Regions from separate parts of the Gossypium hirsutum genome. Here region 1 is linked to region 2. Evidence: chromatin contacts called from public Hi-C data. All regions are on one chromosome and are shown on one strand. The core of a region is the stretch at or near the end of the contact, and the rest is flanking DNA. Distances in the headings are between cores, read along the strand shown. Region 1 holds the start of LOC107893631 (40S ribosomal protein S21). Region 2 has its middle 10 kb from the start of LOC107893629.

What was found. A called contact is a pair of places that touch in the nucleus more often than the background predicts.
Region 1: a Hi-C map of leaf shows a contact between it and region 2, with 5 times the contacts expected there. The contact joins the promoter of LOC107893631 here to the enhancer-like site in region 2. A contact is called at or near these places in 4 of 34 Hi-C or Micro-C datasets (all in leaf).

The regions. Positions count from the first base shown.
Region 1 is chrA13:77,004,679-77,008,464 of Gossypium_hirsutum_v2.1, forward strand. LOC107893631 (40S ribosomal protein S21) reads right to left here and starts at 1,809. Exons shown (of 4, transcript XM_016818671.2): 1 at 1,696-1,809; 2 at 1,394-1,506; 3 at 1,173-1,305; 4 at 214-418. The coding sequence starts at 1,437. The coding sequence ends at 356.
Region 2 is chrA13:76,903,918-76,908,144 of Gossypium_hirsutum_v2.1, forward strand. No RefSeq gene overlaps it. Among protein-coding and RNA genes, the nearest start is that of LOC107893629, 10 kb to the left of the region's middle. Within about 2 kb of position 2,009, at least 9 of the 9 cell types and tissues checked have an H3K27ac peak or open chromatin away from gene starts, as enhancers often do. A contact at or near this core is called in leaf, where this site is marked.

The DNA.
Region 1 (3,786 bases), core at 559-3,058, 100 kb after region 2:
AAGTCAAATTCGAAATTATTCGACTCTAAAAATATCCGAACTCAAACTAAACTAAATCCAAAATAATCCAAATTTGAAAACAATGGTACCCGACTACACCCGTTTGCCAACCTGCTCCTAATCTCCTCCTCCCCAATCTCTCTCGCAAAAAGTTTTGGTAATCCGCAAACAAAGTGATAACAAAAATGGAGAACCCAAAGTGAGACAGACATATTAGGCTATAATGCAAGCAATTTAAGCACAAAACATAAACCATTCAGCAAAAAACAACTTTAACATGATCCACCAAAAGAAACTACAGCTCATTTTCCCTCTCCTCAGTTAAGAAACAAACTAGTAACAACAAGTCTTCTGACTACTGTCGGACTTTGGCTTTCTTCTTCTGCCAAAGCCTGTCGAGTGCGCTATCGGCATCGCCCTGCAAAGTAGAACAAACTAATTAGCAGCCAAAATCAGATGCAACTCAATATCTTGAAAAAGAACTGAGGCAACAAAATAAAACTTCTTATTAATAGAATCCAACTTTTATACAATGAACAACTTTGTAATTGGGTCTACCAGGAACCTGTCAGTCTACAAGCAACCAGGCTTGCTTTCCTACGATATATTGCATCAGGTCTTTAAGCATGGAGTTTTAGCTGTGGTATTTCAATTCAGAATGTTCTTAAAACCAAAGTTTATTTCTCTAAATGTACTACCAGAGCAGAGCAGAAGGTATAAGTTAAAAACATTCAAAATGAACAACCCTGTAACTGTGTCTATACTAGGACCTTGTGCCAATCTACAGGCAGCCGGACACACCCCACATTGCATACTCCAGGTCTTTACACATTGCATCCAAAATATGCTAATAAACCCAATGTTTTCCCTTGCAAAGTAAATGGATCGCAATTGACACTTCAAATGCATCTCAAACATTCAGAGTCTTTAACTTGACAACGTAACTAGAAGCTCATTACTAACAAAGCAAGTTGCAAGATTAATCTTTTTAAGCATGATCAGAATTTTAAACATGTAATTAATGCAAACCTGAGAATGCAGTGAAATGACCCTTCAAGAATCCTCCAAATAAAAAAGAAATTAAATTAAACATTCACTTATCAGACACCAGTAACATAGGACTGAAGCAGCCCAAAATATCCAACAGAGGTTAGTAAAGAACCAAAACGAACCTGGGCTCGAACAAAGCCACAAAGAGCAAAAGTGGAGAATGTGCCAGTGTATCTGCCAAGCTCATCCAAGTGCCCAACGTTAATCTGAACGGATGCATGATCCTTGGAGGTTATAAGCCTGTTAGTGGCGGAACTGCAACAACAAAAGTACAAATGAGCATTACAATATAGACAAAAATTGTGAGAAAGAAACATGAGTGAAGCAAATTAAAAACCATTTCCTGGGGATATAAAGATCCATGTTTTGCCCCTCTTCGTTCTGCATCTTTTCAGACTGCTTAACTGATGAAGAAACGCAAAGCTGAAACTATATTTGAACTTCAAGTTCGATCCCCTGCAAATAAATTATGAACAAACATTTTATAGAAAACCCAAATCCTGATTTAAATTATAATTTCTGGGAAAAAAAATTGCCAAGCATATTTAAACATTTCAAAAGGGAAAAAAATTCAAACGTATGAAGATTAAAACACCAAAATAAAATTAGAACTATGAAACCCAGAGACACAGAAAGGTATACTACCTGTAAGATAATAAAGGAAAGCGGCTGAAGACGCGAAAACTGCTAGGGCTGGGTTTATTTATTTAAAACATGATAATTATTTTTTTAAGAAAATTAGCTGGATTTTATTACAGAAGGCCAACACAAAATGCAAAGCCAAAATGACATGGGTCATAATAGACTAGTCCAAAACATACAAACAAAGACTAAGCCCACAAAAGCCAAAACCAAAAGAATCAAAAACAAAAACAGAAAAAACAGCCCAACAACAAGATCCAGCAAACGGCAAAAAAAGGGGAGCTCTAGAGACGTCTTCTTCAGCTGTACTCCAATAATTAAAACCCCTTTTGAAAAAATTAGCAAGAACCGCTTGGGGAAGCAAAAACCATCAGATACTTAATTACCCATCATATCAATCCTATCAAACCTATTCATTACCCCGATGCACATTGAAAGATCAAAACCCATTGAAACTCAGCAAAATCAAAATTCCAGAACACTTTCTCTAGACCCTTCATTTCTTCTTCCCCTATCCTCACCCACTACCTCCATCTGCCTCCTGTCTTCAGCTATCGCCTCCACCGCACCAGGAGATATTAGATTTGTTAAGTAAGTAGATTCTCTTTTCTTGAGTCCTTCTTGTGCTAAACAATGGGCAACTCTGTTAGCCTCCCTGTTTGTGAAAAGAAAAACACAATGATTAAATTGACAGCTGAGATACTGAGCATCTTTGATATACACAGAAATTTTAGATCTGTCCTCCTTTTCCTCTTGCAGCTTCCGAATGATCGTTCGAGAATTACCTTCAACCTCAATCGCCCTCAACCCAAGTTGTAACCCCAGCTTCAGTGCCTAAAAACACGCTACTGCTTCTGCGGAAAAAACAGACGGTATGTTCAAGTTCATTTTCGTTTTACAACAGATAACCTCTACTGTACTGTTACGAATCACTAACCTAGAGCATGACTCTTTGTTGTGATTGTTGAAAGTTGCGTCAAAGTTCACTTTCAATCTCGATCCCATCGGAGCAGTCCATCTGTCCACACAGATCCATCTTTCAAGTATAGCACTTTTTAGATCATCAAGTTCCTTTAAATAAATTTGCACAAAACTTGCAATCTGAACGCCTGTTTGGTTTTCCCCCTCATGAATAAATTTGTTCCGAGACGTCCATAACGCCTATAAAGCGCATACAGTCATTTTACACAAAGCCATGGATCTAGTCTCAAAGGTATTTTTCAGCCAAACTGTAAATTCTGAATTGTCATCCGAGCTAGCCCATGCCATATGTAACTGCTCTCATGTATCTTTTGCAGGAGGACATTCCCAGAAAATATGCTCCCTCATTTCAGCTCCTGTTTGACACCTTCTACACATGGGGGAAGCAATCATTCTGCGATAATGAAGATTACTAAAACGAGGCAGATAGTTACATAGGAATCTCCAGATTGTAATTTTAATTTTAGGGGGTAGATTCATTTTCCATAATTTTTTGTAAATTTGCTTGTGATTTGTATGTAATTGATCCCGACCTTCTTGTAAAAGAAGTCAGTGACCACTTCGGACCAAGTATTCGCCTGACAACTCACCCCGCCAAACAAGAGAGTCTTCATGCTCAAACAAAGGAAGAGGAATACAGAGGATCCTTTTTGTAATCTGTTCCTCAAAGGTAAAACTGATCAGATCAGACTTCTATTTTTTAGAACTTGCATCAATAAGATCCGCAACTTCGATGAGACTCTAATTATTATTCATATTCTGAATTCTGAGTTGATCATCTCCAAGTATCCAAACATCATCCCAAATAGAAACTTTCTAACCATTCCCAATCCGCCAATCCAAACCCTTCAAGAGGAGGCCCCTCGCGGCCCAGATACTCTGCTAGGTAAAAGAAGGTGACCTCCCCAAACTAGAGTTCAAGAAATCACTATCTTTAAAATATCTGGCTTTCAAAGTACGCGTTAGTAAAGAATTAGGATTACTTAACGACGCCAACCTTGTTTAGCCAATAAAGCAGTATTAAAAGAACTCAAATGACGAAATCCCATACCACCATCCTCTTTAGGCGCACATAAGGATTTCCAATCACACCAATGCATCCACTGCTTGCTA
Region 2 (4,227 bases), core at 759-3,258:
TTATTTTTTATTTAGAAATTCAACACAACTAAAATAAGTCTTAGAATGGAGGACTTGAAATTGGTTTTTTGATGCTATAGAACTAACTATGTAGAAGAAACCTTTTTTTTTCCATCTATTCTCTCTCTCTCTCTCTCTCTCTCTCTCTCTCTCTCTCTCTCTCTCTCTCTCTCTCTCTCTCTCTCTCTCTCTCTCTCTCTCTCTCTCTCTCTCTCTCTCTCTCTCTCTCTCTCCTGCATTTGAAGAAACAATAGAAGTGACTTCAAAATTCTTATTTGCACTTGCTATTGTTAAGGGGAATGCATTTTTATTGAATTTGAACTTAATAAATTTAATATTTTGTATGTAGATGGATCATAATTCTATCGAAACTATAATTATGGGGTTGTGGCTTTAATATTAACTTTTGGAATATTTTTCGTTACAAGATTAAGATTTAAAAAACAAATAGGTCAAAAAACATTAGCTGTTGGTAACTTCAAAACAACAAGTACTGCAACTTAAGAAACCGCTCATCTTTCTATTTGAAAAAAATGAAGGGGCTAAACTTACGTTTAATGGATTCTCTCTATGAAAATTCTCGATCTGGAGATGACTCTATGATAGGCTTATCCCTAAAAAAGTTCGATTTAGGGAAAAAGATGAAAGTGAGAGTAGAGAATTGTTGGATGATTTGCCAAACAATCCAACAATCTCATGGAAAGACAAACTTGTTGGAAAACCTCCTAATGTTGTAGGGAGTGGATTAGAGGAGAAGAAAGATTTCGAGTTGTTGGAAGGAGATATACAGAAATATGTTGTTAATGGTACTCCTTCAATTGAGTTCTCAGAAATGATTCATCAAATCTTTATCAAGGATATGGAAAATACTATGGTCCTGAAAATTTGGGGACGTAACATTGGTTACTCAATGCTACAAAATAAAATCTACAGCTTATGAAAGCCATCATCACCATTCCATTTGATGATATTGAGAATGACTTTTTTTTTACCAAATTCTAGACCAAACTTGATTGAGAAAATGTGCTCTTGGAAGGACTCTGAATCATTTTTGGTTAATATTTGACTATATGGACGGTGTCCTTTAATCCTGCACAGACATTTTCAAATGTCATAAAGTCGTGGATCAGGCCTCTAGGATTACCGGGTTATTTATACAAGAGGAAAATTCTAGTAGAAATAGGGGAGTTGATTGACAAGGTTGTTAAATTGGATATGAACACAGATAATAGGGCCAAAGGTTGATTCGCCCGTATGGCTGTGTACGTCAACTTAGATAGACCCCTAGTGTCCCTAGTTCTTATCAATGGAAAAATCCAGAAGGCTGAGTATGAATTTTTACTAATAGCCTGTTTCCACTGTGGACAATATGGTCACGTTAAGGACGTATGTCCCTTTTAGGGTCTCAGAATCCAACTCTGATAGGGCTGCTACATTGTCAGAAACACTACCGGAGGTTGTTAGCATGGTTGTTGATAGAACGGGAGAGAAAAACAAAACTTACAACCAGTGGGTGTTGGTAGAAAATAAATCTTGCCGCAAATAAAAGGATTTTTCACAATTAGGAGCTGGATCTATGGCAAAAAAAAGTGAGGGTTTTTTATTTAGGGCATTGTCAGAGTTGGAAGTTAACGTTGAAATTGATTCTGTTGTTAATGGAAAGGATTAATAAAATTGACATAAAAAGGATAAGGATATTGTACTTGGGGCAACCTAGAAGTTGCATCTATTCATCGCACTACTAGCCTCTCAAATAACCAAACTTATTCTAGAGGCCTAATGAATGCACTAGGTTCACTTCTCTATCGGGCCTTTTAGATTTTACAAAAAATACTAGTGGCAGTTGCTGGGCCTATGTTGTCCAGGATTCTGTCTTACAATACTAGACCCATTATTGTGGAAGTCTCCAAGGGCCCAGTGGAATTCAATTTGTTGAAGGATAGTATTGCGGGATAAGGGCTCGAGGGGATTCTTGGGTTGGTGGTAAATAATGGGCTGACTAGGTTGGGCCTGGTTATGGAGGATACTGGTAAGTCACTCTCAAGCTTAGAGATTTCTGTTAACCATGGATGGGCTGAAGGGGGTGGTTGTGATAGATCTACTTCTAGTTTCCACTCCGTTTACGACGAAGATAACACGAAAACCACTTCATAACTAATACTTTCATAAAAAGTAGTGGATGTTACAGTTTCTAAATCAGTGGCTGGGCTTGATCCAAATAGACACTCGACAGTCATATTTAAGGAGGGTTAGGCTTCATTCATTGGCAGCTAGATGGAAAGGGGTTTTGATGTGTCTTTGGGTAAAGGGAAGGAAAGGGTCGTGGGTAAAGGCTCAAGGGAGAAGATTGGTGGACCACGTCTCTCAACAAATCTCAATAGAATAATTCAGGGGAAGGGAAGTAGATTCAAATCAGTAGGCAATTTTAAGGTACTGCTTGGGGAATCAATGACCAACTTGGCTTAGGCCATCTTTTCACAAGCTGTTGAAGGCTTAGGCTTAGGTGACCCAAAGCTATTAGAAAGTCAATAGGAAAAGGGGGACTCTCCTAAATAGTAAAGGGTTTGGTTTTTATTTATTTTATATTATCATTTTATATGGATTTAAATTTAACAATTTTCTCATGGAATTGTTATTTTTTGCGCAAGCAATAAATTTATTTGTGTTTTTCATGAATACAATATTGAATTTTCCCTGAACATTGTGTGCTTGCTGGAGCTAGGAGTAAGTGGTAAAAATGATAAGTTTATTATCAATAAACTCAGATTTTATTCTTCTCATTGTGTTGAAGCTATTGATTTTTTAGGAGGAATTTGGGTGGGCTAGAATGATTCAATTCATATTAGAATAATCCAAAATCACCCACAATTCATTCTCTATTGTGTAGGTGGTAATGTTCATTCTAATTTTATTTTTATTTCTTTTGTCTATGGTGGTTTGGACAGGAGAAAATGAAAGGCTCTTTGGGATGATTTGAAAGCTGCTTTACCTCATTATACTTTTCTATGCTTAATTATAGGTGACTTTAATGCAATTCTCTTACCTGATGATAAAAAAAAACATTTATGCCACAGGGAAGAGATGTAACTTTTTTTTTGGCAAATTTTTAGACTTTTAATTTTCAGGATTTGGGTTTCGTTGGACCTTCTTTTACTTGGCAAATAGCTGGCACATTTGTGAGATTAGATCGGGCTTTCGTAACAGCTCGATTTTAGCTAAATCGAAATAGTGATTTTGAAACCACAAATACGAGGTTGAAAAATTATTTTAATATTATTTTATGTGTTTACAACATGATTTTATGTATGTGTGAAAATTTCGTGAGCTAATTTTATCGTTTAATTGCTCAATTTGTGGAAAAGGACTTAATCGCGTAAAATGCAAAAGTTGCATTCTACTTGTTAAAGGTGTCAAATAGCTTTGGATTTTAAATATGATGGCCTTAAATGGTAATTAAACCATTTTAAATGATAGTGGAATTTTATGGAGAACATTTATGTGATTTTAAATGTTATAACTTAAGGTTAAATTTGGTATTTGATAAATAAAGGTTAATAAAATAAAACAAAGTAAAAATTTGTTATCATCTTCATCATATTGCCGAAATTAGAGAATAATAAAAAGCCAAAGCTAGGTTTTTTTATTCGGTCACTTGTGCTCTTAATTGGTAAGTGTTTTGACTCAATTTTTAATGATTTTTACGTTTTTGAGATCGTTGTTTTGTATTCTAGCTAGCCCATGCCTTAATTTTGAAATTTGTTAATGATTTTGTGAAGTTACATTGATGAATACTTATTATTTTGAAGGTTTGATGATGAAAAATGAATAGTTGTTGATAGTTACACAAGTTTTGTTAAGTGATTTTGACAAAAATGTCAAAAATGGATTAAATTGTGAAATGTGCAAATTAAGGGGTTGAAATGTGAAATAAATGAGAGTTATGCTCTTTTAAGGACCTATATAGAATTTGGCTAGGCTTGGGCTTAATGAAATTTCATGAATTTTGTGTATTTGTGAATTAGGGACTAAATTGTAAAAATATGGAACTTTAGGGGTTAAAGTGTAAAAATACTCAAATATGTGTTTATAGACTGAAGTGAATGATTTGATGAATAAATGAGTTAATTTTGAATGTATATGGACTAAGAACGAAAGAAATCGGAATTAGATTGGGAAAAGTCAAAGGTTATCGAATAGTCGATCCAGTCTGTTTATCCCGAATACAAG